Linked DNA regions of Ovis aries: region 2 is linked to region 1. The links are chromatin contacts, called in public Hi-C maps. All regions are on one chromosome and are shown on one strand. The core of a region is the stretch at or near the end of the contact, and the rest is flanking DNA. Distances in the headings are between cores, read along the strand shown. Region 1 holds the start of NOD1 (nucleotide binding oligomerization domain containing 1). Region 2 holds the start of ZNRF2 (zinc and ring finger 2).

Region 1 (4,859 bases), core at 652-3,151:
ACAGAAGTGACAGAATCTGAATTTGGGCCAGGGTTTGATGGGCTCCAAAGCTTGAATTTAAACCTCTTCATTATGCAAAACCACAATCCACTCTTCTTGGACCCTCTAGAAGCCCTCTCTTCTCCTAGGCTGTTGTTTATTTCAAATCCACCTTTCTTATTTGCCCCACACATGCAGTAGAAATCTGTGTCTTGTCCAGGGGCCCTGGTTGCTGATATTAGCGCTTTCTGCCCCCAGCACATACCCTTGGGTGCTAAGAGGGTAAATTTTGTGCACTCCTAATATCCAAGTTCCTTGGATACGGAAGTCTCAGATAGGAGGCTTTTAGCAGATACAAACCCGACCCTGCAGCAAGCGCACTTGCTGCTGCTAAGTCGCTTCAGTTGTGGCCGACTCTGTGCGACCCCACAGACGCCAGCCCACCAGGCTCCCCCGTCCCTGGGATTCTCCAGGCAAGAACACTGGGGTGGGCTGCCATTTCCTTCTCCAATTCATGAAAGTGAAAAGTGAAAAGTGAAATTCAAGTCGCTCAGACGTGTCCGACTCTCAGCGACCCCATGGACTGCAGCCTACCAGGCTCCTCTGTCCATGGGATTCTCCAGGCAAGAGTACTGGAGTGGGGTGCCATTGCCTTCTCCGAAGCACACCTAACTTCACCCTTAAAGCAGAAATCCCAGAAGCTGTCAACGGGTTTACTGGCTTCCCTTCATTTAACTTTAAATGACAGTAACAGAGGCATTTCCCAGAAAGCAGAACCAGCGAGGCATCATGATCTGGCAAAGCTTCTGTGTTTCACAATATGCCAAAAGACTGTGTGCATAGCTCAGGCAGTATTCCGGCGAAGCTGCCAAGTCTTGTCTCACTTCCCCTCTCTGCGTCTCGGGAAACCAGAGGGAGGGCCACTGCCCCTTCCCCAGGGCCACGCGGGACACTGGGTACAGCCGGATCTGTCGCAGGCTGGACTCTTATCAAAGCCCCTGCCCGCCTTTCCACCCTCTCTTGGCAACCACTCTGGTCGTTGGTGCTCAACTCTGCCCACACAGTGGAATCAGCTGAGAAGTGTAAACGATACAGACCCCCACCCCCTCCACTGCCCCAGGGGTTCTGATGGATCCAGCCTGGGCATCTGAATTTTACAAGCACCCCAGGTGATTCTACAGTGCAGGCAGGACTGAGATGCTCTGTCTGGACCACCATGGGATAAACGATTCCCCTAACGCTGAAGTTCACCCCCCTGAACTTTCGTGGTTCCACAAACACCGGGTTTCTTCTCCTCCTTGATCCACCCGGAGCTCTTCCAGCGCAGCTTTGAATTCCTCCCGCTCGCAGGACGCCGCCTCTCCGCGCCGCCTCCTCCGCCGCGGCGCCCAGGACCCCCAGAAAACGTGTGCCCCGAGCGACCCACCCCCTGGCGCTGGGACTTACTTGGTAGCCAGGTGTGGAGACCTCGCGGTACTGGGGAGCCAGAGCTGGAGTCGGGTGCGCCGGGAGCGCGCGGGCGGGAACTCGGAGGTTGGGGAGCGCCGACCCCGGAGCGCGCGGCGCGGCAACTTCACCCGCTGCAGGGAAGGAACAGCCGCCGCGCGGGCGGGAACGCGAACTGTCACGGCCGTAACGACGGCCGCGCCCCGAACCTCCGCGGCCTGCGCGAAAAGGCCGAGGCGAGCGAGGCGGACGCGGGCGGCCCGGAGCGGCTGCGCGCAGAAGGTGGCCCTGGGCAGCCTGGAGGGGCAGTCCCTGCCCCAGCAGAGTGGCCAGGCCACTGCGCGGGTAGGCCTGAGAGCTCGCCAGAGGTGACCCAGCGCCTACTGGTGGTGCCAGCTCGGTCCCTTCCGCTGCGAGCTCAGGCCTGTCCCGCTAGAAGTGCTAGCCCGGAGTCCGCAACCAGAGGCAGCTGCTTCAAAGCACGACGGTGGAAACGCCTGTTAGAACACGCGCTCCCGCGTGAAACTCCTGTTAACACGTGACACTTGCTCCCGGATGAAAAGCAGCTCCAAACAATCAAACCTTTACGACAGAGCATATACTTCGATATGGACTTTTAAAAAATCTAAGGTTTTCTTCCTGCCCTTAAATCTCTTCTTGGCGGTGTACATTGTATACTGTTAACACTGTGATGACCTGTCAGGGAGTTTGTAACATGCTAGCTAATACATTTCCCAGTAAGATGTGTTTTTTAAAACATTGTAAATGGAGAAGGTCTACATAAGGCGTAACGATGCTATAAATGAGTTTCACACTGAATAAAATACATTCAATCATGTAACCCCATATGCTCATGAATATTTAGATTTCCAAAAAAGGCTGCCTTCTGAGAAGTTTGTTCATAACTCAAAAGTGAAACTTTGCAAAGGTAACACTGGTGGGAGACGTGCAAACTTGTCAAACCTAATATAGAGACGCTAAAGATACCAATTTTCCTTCACGTAAATTTATCCTTACATGAACTTCCGGTAGAAAAATTGCAAAATTTGTCCTTTCTTCTAGGATTTTGGATTTTATCTTCCATATCTTTTAAATACTCACATTTTCTATATCCTGCTTCTCTGGCTGCACTTTCAGTTAACTTCTTCAGTTCTTTCCATTAATCAATTATTTTTGTGGTTATTTGAATCTGCTGTGTTACTGGTCTTCACTAGGTGGAATAGTCCCTTCAGGCCCCCTATAATGTTCAAGTCCTACACCTGGAACCTATGAATATGGCAAAGGAGAATTAAAGTAGCAGATGGAATTAAGGGTGCAAATCAGCTGACCTTGAGATGGAAAGATTAATCATGGTCTATTGGTATGGGCTGGATGCAATCACAGGAGTCCTTATAAATGGAAGAGGGAGGCCAAGAAGGAGAGCTAAAAGAGAGAGCAACTTGAGAAGGACTGGCTCTGATGTTGCTGGTTTTGAAGAGGAAGAATGGAGCTATGAGCCAAGAAATTGAGAGTGGCTTCTAGAAGCTGCAGAAAACAAGGAAATGGGTTCTCTAGCAGGGCTCCAGAAGGAATACAGTCCTGCTGACACTTTGATTTCAGCCCAGTGAGACCCATTTTAGACTATTGAACTCCAGAACCATAATAAAAACTGTGTTGCTCTAGGCCACTAAATTTGTGGCAACTCATTACAACAGCAATAGGCAACCAATACATCATCCACTTAAGTTCTTAATTTCAACAATATTTATTTTCCAAGAGTATTTTGGTCTTATTTCTAATTTTATTGGGCATGTTTAATAGTCTCCTGTTCTCTGCTGATTCTGCTGCTTCAAAAATTCATTTATAGTTATTTTTACTTTTAATCAAACTTTTTATTTGGGGATAGTTGTAAATTTGCTAGAGTGAAAAAGTTGGCTTAAAACTCAACATTCAGAAAACTAAGATCATGGCTGCTGGTCCCATCTCTTCATGGCAAATAGATGGGGAAACAGTGAGAGACTTTATTTTGAGGGGTCTCCAAAATCACTGCAGATGGTGACTGCAGCCATGAAATTAAAAGACACTTGCTCCTTGGAAGAAAAGCTATGACCAACCTAGACAGCATAAAAGCAGAGACATTACTTTGCTAACAAAGGTCCATCTAGTCAAGTGAAAGTGTATTCAATCAGTCGTGTCTGACTCTCTGCGACCCCATGGACGGCAGCCTGCCAGGTTCCCCCGTCCATGGGGTTTTCCAGGCAAGAATACTGGAGTGGGTTGCCATTTCCTTCTCCAGGAGATCTTCCTGACCCAGAGATTGAATTTGGGTCTCCCACATGGTAGGCAGACACTTTGCCATCTGAGTCACTAGGGAAGTCCTAGTCAAAGCTATGGTTTTTCCAGTAGTCAGGTATGGATGTGAGGGTTGGACCATAAAGAAACCTGAGTGCCGAAGTGGTGATGCTTTTGAACTGTGGTGTTGGAGAAGACTCTTGAGAGTTCCTTGGACTGCAAGGAGATCAAACCAGTCAATCCTAAAGGAAATCAGTCCTGAATATTCATTGGAATATTCATACTGATGCTGAAGCTCCAATACTTTGACCACCTGATGCAAAGAACTGACTCACTGGAAAAGAGGCTAATGCTGGGAAAGACTGAAACCAAGAAAAGGGGATGACAGAGGATGAGATGATTGGATGGCATGACCGAGTTGATGGACATGAGTTTGAGCAAGCTTCGGGAGTTGGGTCTTTATTATGTTGAGCCTTCCAAACTATGAACATAGTATACCTCTCCATTTATTTAGATCTTTGATATCGTTCATCAGTGTTTTGTTGTTTTCAGTACAAGTCTTAACACATTTGGTTAAATTTGCACTTAAGTATTTCCTTTAAAAAATTATATACATTGTTGGCAAGAATGTAAAATTGGCAGGGAGGCCTGGCGTGCTGCAGTCCACGGGGTTGCAGAGCAAGACACAACTGAGCAACTGAACTGAACTGTGAATTCACATGCAGATGTAAGAGATAATGCAGAGACCCTTACACCTTTAACCCAATTTCCCTTCATGGTAACATCTTGCAGACCCTGAATGATACAGTCAAGATACAGAACATTTCCACCACTGCAGTGAGCCCCCACGTTGCCATTACACCACACCACCCTTTCTTTAACCCCTGACCACCGCTAACCTGTTCCCCGTTTCTGTACTATGTCATTTCAAGAATGTTACATAAATGGAAGCACACAGTACGTACTGAGATTTTGTTTGGGGACTGGTTTTGTTCACTCAGCCTAAGTCTCTGGAACTTCACCTAGTGCATTGCATGTATCAATGGTTCTCTTTATTACTGAGTAGTATTTCATGGCATTACCACAAAGATACCACAGCTTAATCATTTACATGTAGAAAGACATTTGGATTATTTCCAGTTTTTAGCTGTTATGAATAAAAT
Region 2 (4,859 bases), core at 766-3,265, 230 kb before region 1:
TCGTAGCCCATTTGTTCAGCTTTTGAAGTGTTGGTTGTGTGATGTGCAGTCAGGTGTTGTCAAGGAGGAGAACTGGGCCCTTTCTGTTGATCAATGTCAGCTGCAGGAGTTGCTGCGTTTGGTGCATCTCATTGATTTGCTGAACATACTTCTCAGATGTGTTGGTTTTGCTGGGATTCACAAAGTTGTAGTGGATCCGACTGGCAACAGACCACCTATCAGTGACCATAATCTTTTCTGGGTGCAAGTTTGCTTTGGGAAGTGCTTTGAAGCTTCTTCTCGGTCCAACCACTGAACTGGTCATCACTGGTTCTCATATAAAATCCACTTGTTGTCGCATATCACAATCCGATAGAGAATAAGAGAAGAACCTAATGTAGAAAAAGAGAAGACGACCCTTCAAAATGATGATTTTTTTTTCATTTTCAGTCAGCTCAAGATGCACTCACTTCTCAAGCGTTTCACCTTTCAAATTTGCTTCAGATGCTGAGCAACTATAGAATGGTTGATGTTCAATTCTTGGGCAACTTCTCATGTAGTTGTAAGCCTCTCAGTTGGTTACTGTCAACTTTCCATGGGCAGCCACTATGTTTATCTTCAGGCTTTTATCTAGTCTGTAAAACTTCTTGAACCACCACTGCACTGTACATTTGTAAGCAGCTCCTGGGCCAAATGTGTTGTTGTGAGTTGTCTCTGCGAACTTGAATAGAAAAATCGCTTGAATTTGCTTTTTCTCTAACATCATTTCCATAGTTGAAATAAATATAAACAAGTAATAAGTCAGCCAAAAACATAAAGCAAGAAATGTGCATTGAAAGATGTACAGCACAACCATATTTAAGAAAGTATTGCAATATCAAATGGAAACTTTAAACAATGCAAAAACCGCAATTGCGTTTGCACCAACCTAGTAGTAATTGACATTTTAGAGAAAGTACAGGGTTTTAAAGCAGCAGGTGCTGTGGCGATTTGATACAAACATCCCAGGTAAGGAAACTAACGTCCACAAAGGTAAAATGATTGCTTACACCTCGTTTTGGTCCCAGACCTAGATAGACCCCAGGTCTTATGAATCGGTTGCAGCTGTCTCCGTGCCACAGTTTTTGCTCTACAGCTGAAAATCATGTTGGATTATCTTTAGTTCTATCAACTCTGCTTTCTCCGCAGTCGGAGTGTTTAAATGGGATAGATCTAATTCAGATCAAGCTGCCTTCAGCCTCCTAGGTTCTTTCTTTTGTTTTCAGTCTTTTATTATCAGATTGGTGAGCTTCTGCTTTACTTAAAACACGCACTCGAAGTAACATCAAGGAGGAAGGTCGAAACCCATTCAAACGCAATGGCTAGGGACACAGGACCGAGACGAACCCAGCCCCAGCTGTAAAAGGTGAAGACTGCCCACTGTCAGGTCCAGCGTCCGAGGGACACGTGCAGGAGGAGGGGTCGTCTTCTGGTTGGCCCCCGGAGGAGCTCCGTCGCTCCAATCAGCGCAGGCCCCGCGGTGGAGAGGGGGCGCGCCCTGCAGGGGAGGGCGGGGTCAGAGACCTGTCCATCACCGAATCCGCGGGTGGCAGCACCTACCCCACCAAGGCACCTAGGCGAGACAGGGCGGGAGCGGGAAGGCCGCGGCGAGGGGGGAGGCGGGGCCAGGCTGGTGGGAGCCAATCCGCCCGGCAGCGCCAGGGGGCAGGGGCGGGGTCACCGTGCGCGACCCAAACACATGGGTTCGGGCGCACCCTGGGGCCGCGCTGCTCCTCCGCCTTCCGGTGCGAGGGCCGCAGTGCCTCCTTCCCTTCTGAGCACCCCCACCTCGTGGTCCAGACCCTACCCACCCCCCCGCCCCTCCTTCTCTGGGGGAGCGCGGTGACGGTTGCCGGGAAGCGCGCGCTGCCCCTCCCTCTCCTCCTGCGTCCTCTCCTCCCGCGCCACCCGTTTTTCCTCCTTCTCAGTTAATAACAGCTGGGTGGCTGGGGGAGGAGGGAAGGTGGCCCCAGCGGAGTCTGGGCGGGCACCTCCCACTCACCCGCGAGCCGCCGTGGGAGCAGGAGGATGGCGGCGGTAGCGGCGGCCGCCCGGGAGGAGGCGGTGCCGAGGGCCCGGGCGCAGAGCGCAGCGGCGGCGGCAGAGAGCGGCAGCGGCCCGTCGCGGCGCACCAGAACCGAAAGCAGCGGCAGCCGCGCAGCCACCTGAGCCGCCCCTCCCGCCGGAGCCAGCGATCGGCGCCCGCGGGAGCCGGGACCTCCTTCCTCTCCATCTCTCCTCGTCTCCTGCGTCCCCAGACAGGCCGTCGATCTCGCTCGTCATCCCTTAGAAAAGCGCGGCGGGCGCCGACCGCCCCCTGGGGCGCCGGGCGGCGGCCCTGGACGTGCGGGCTTGTTTCTGCGCCGGCCTCCGCGCCTCGGCCCTGCCCTCTCGCTCCTGCGCTCGCTCCCGCCCTCCCGGCGCTCCGGGCACTGTGCGCGGGCCCGGCCCGGGGCAGGGCGGACATGGGCGCCAAGCAGAGCGGGCCGGCCGCTGCTAACGGCCGCACCCGCGCGTACTCGGGCTCGGATTTACCTTCCAGCAGCAGCAGCGGAGGGGCCAACGGGACCGCGGGCGGCGGGGCGCGAGCCGCAGCCGCTGGGAGGTTTCCGGCTCAGGTGCCCAGCGCGCACCAGCCCAGCGCCTCCGGCGGCGCCGCGGCGGCCTCGGCGGCCCCGCGCAGCCGCTCCCTCGGCGGGGCCGTGGGGACCGTGGCGTCGGGGGCCCGGGCGGCGCAGTCAACCTTCAGCATCCCCAACAGCAGCAGCGGCCCGTACGGCTCGCAGGACTCGGTTCATAGCAGCCCGGAGGACGGCGGCAGCAGCGGCGGCAGGGACCGGCCGGCGAGCGGGGGTCCTGGAGGGCCGCGCCTGGTGATCGGCTCCTTACCAGCTCACCTCTCGCCGCACATGTTTGGAGGTACGGCCCTTTCCCTCTCTGCCTCCCGCGGGCGGCACGTGGGCCGCGGCTGCGCTTATTTTTACCCTTCTCCTTTTCTCCTTCAGCCCGAGCGCCGGGGGTTCGCCGCGCGGCCGGGCCGGGTCACCCCTCTTTGGGGTGGGAGGGAAAGAGAGAGGGAGAGAGCGCCTCTTAACCCCTGCAGCGCCGCTACCGCGGGACCCTAGTGTTTGGTTTTTGAACACCACGTGCACCCTCACCTCTTCGTGGCTTTCTCATACAGAAAGCCCTTGTTTGCTCCCGGAGGTGAAGGGAGCAAATATTGTTTTAAAAACAAGCGCAATAGCTGGTGCTTGTGGTTTTTAGTAGCAGGAAGTCAGGACCCGTTGCTAAATGTAGTTGTATCTGGTGACTCGAGTGGTGAGCAGTTTTTAAAGGCCAAAAGTCAGAGTCTCAAATGAACAGATGAGTGTTTGGAACAAGAGTTACCGCTTTTGGAGTAACTTATTGTAGAGCTGTAATTCTCATGTCTTGTGTCAGTAGTCCCACCTACTGTGTATGCTTTAATTAGGTGAATGTGTTAATAAAAAGTATGTTTTTAACCTCAGTAAACTGCTACTTTAGATAATGATTAATGTGAGTTCTGCTTTATTTGGACAGAGCATTAAAAAACTGAGAACTGTTTCTTAAGGAAAGAAACCAATAATCATTACAGTTCTGCCTACAAGATGCAGTAAAAGCCCAGGTGTTTTTGAAAAGCAGTGCTCGCTAGGGTTCAAGAAAGACCCTGTGAAAAATGGAAATTTTAGTAGCAAAACGGTATGTCTTTTTGGATTGATAGAAACAGGGGAGGGGTACCCCTGATGTGAGTAAAGCAAATTCGACCTCTTGAGTTGTTTTATGGTTTCTACTTTCCTTCAGAGCAGTTAATGGTAAATGAATTAAGACACTCCCTTTCCAGTTCATGAAGAGTAGATGTTAAATCTGGTTAGAGATGCAGACAATAGAAGAGAAACATTTCCATATCATTGCTTTCTTTACACATCATGATATTACCTACAGTTACAGTTGAGCACAGGTGAATAGTGAAAACACTTATCTTCTCTTTCTCTGCTTCCTTTACTCGTGTTTATAAATGTGAGAAATTTGAGCAGGCAGTTGATAAAGTGAAATGTTCAATAATGTAATTGCTCTGATGTTCTGTACTATCAATATTCACATTAGCACAAATTTAAAATGGAGGCGACATGTTTAGTTTCCCCCATCTTTTTAATACCTCTTTGCATATTCAAAATATAAAACAACTCTTTACTTTTATTTTAATTACTTGTTATAAAATGATTTTTTCTTTGTGACTAAAAATACTGACTTTTAAGATTGGCCCTTAAAACATTTCTTTTTGAGAAAAAGAACTAGTGCTGACTGTACTGTGATTTGTGATTCATAACTAACACAGCTGAAGGTCCTGTAGTACCACACCGAAGAATAACAAAAGACAGTTTCTTAAGAATGGGAGATTAGTGGCAAGGATAAAGGCTAAGCTGGTCCTAAAAAATATATATTTATTTTAAGATTAAAATTTGCATGTAGTTATGTCTAACAGCTTGCTAGAGAAAGGAAATCGGGAAAGGCTCATCAGATTAGTAACTTCTTTGGTATACTGATGGCTTAACTTTTTTTAAAGGACTTTGTTTTCTTTTAACAAAGTTTATCTGTATGGGTTTAAAGTGTTTCATCTGGGGGTGGGGGCAAATATTTGACACCTGTGCTATTCTTAGTGAAATAGCAGGTGAAGAAGATCTGGTTGCTGAAAGTTGGAAAAGTAAAGCATTTGTGTTTTAGGGGTTAGCATGATTGGGGCCTAGTGAAAGCACAGTGACACTGAGAACTGTGGCAGCGTTTTGGAACCAAGTCTCTGTAGAGAATGGAGCCCCAATGGCTTA

The links. Hi-C and Micro-C count contacts between places; a contact is called where the count stands out from the background.
Region 2: a contact with region 1 is called in a Hi-C map of mixed tissues, with 2.4 times the contacts expected there. The contact joins the promoter of ZNRF2 here to the promoter of NOD1 in region 1. A contact is called at or near these places in 2 of 16 Hi-C or Micro-C datasets (liver and mixed tissues).

Annotation. Positions count from the first base shown.
Region 1 is chr4:67,352,997-67,357,855 of ARS-UI_Ramb_v3.0, reverse strand. NOD1 (nucleotide binding oligomerization domain containing 1) reads right to left here and starts at 1,901. Exons shown (of 14, transcript XM_042248630.2): 1 at 1,426-1,901.
Region 2 is chr4:67,587,292-67,592,150 of ARS-UI_Ramb_v3.0, reverse strand. It overlaps ZNRF2 (zinc and ring finger 2), which reads left to right and starts at 2,015. Exons shown (of 6, transcript XM_060414779.1): 1 at 2,015-2,937. The coding sequence starts at 2,484. LOC121819405 (a long non-coding RNA gene) reads right to left here and starts at 3,072. Exons shown (of 2, transcript XR_006059637.2): 1 at 2,554-3,072; 2 at 1-1,516.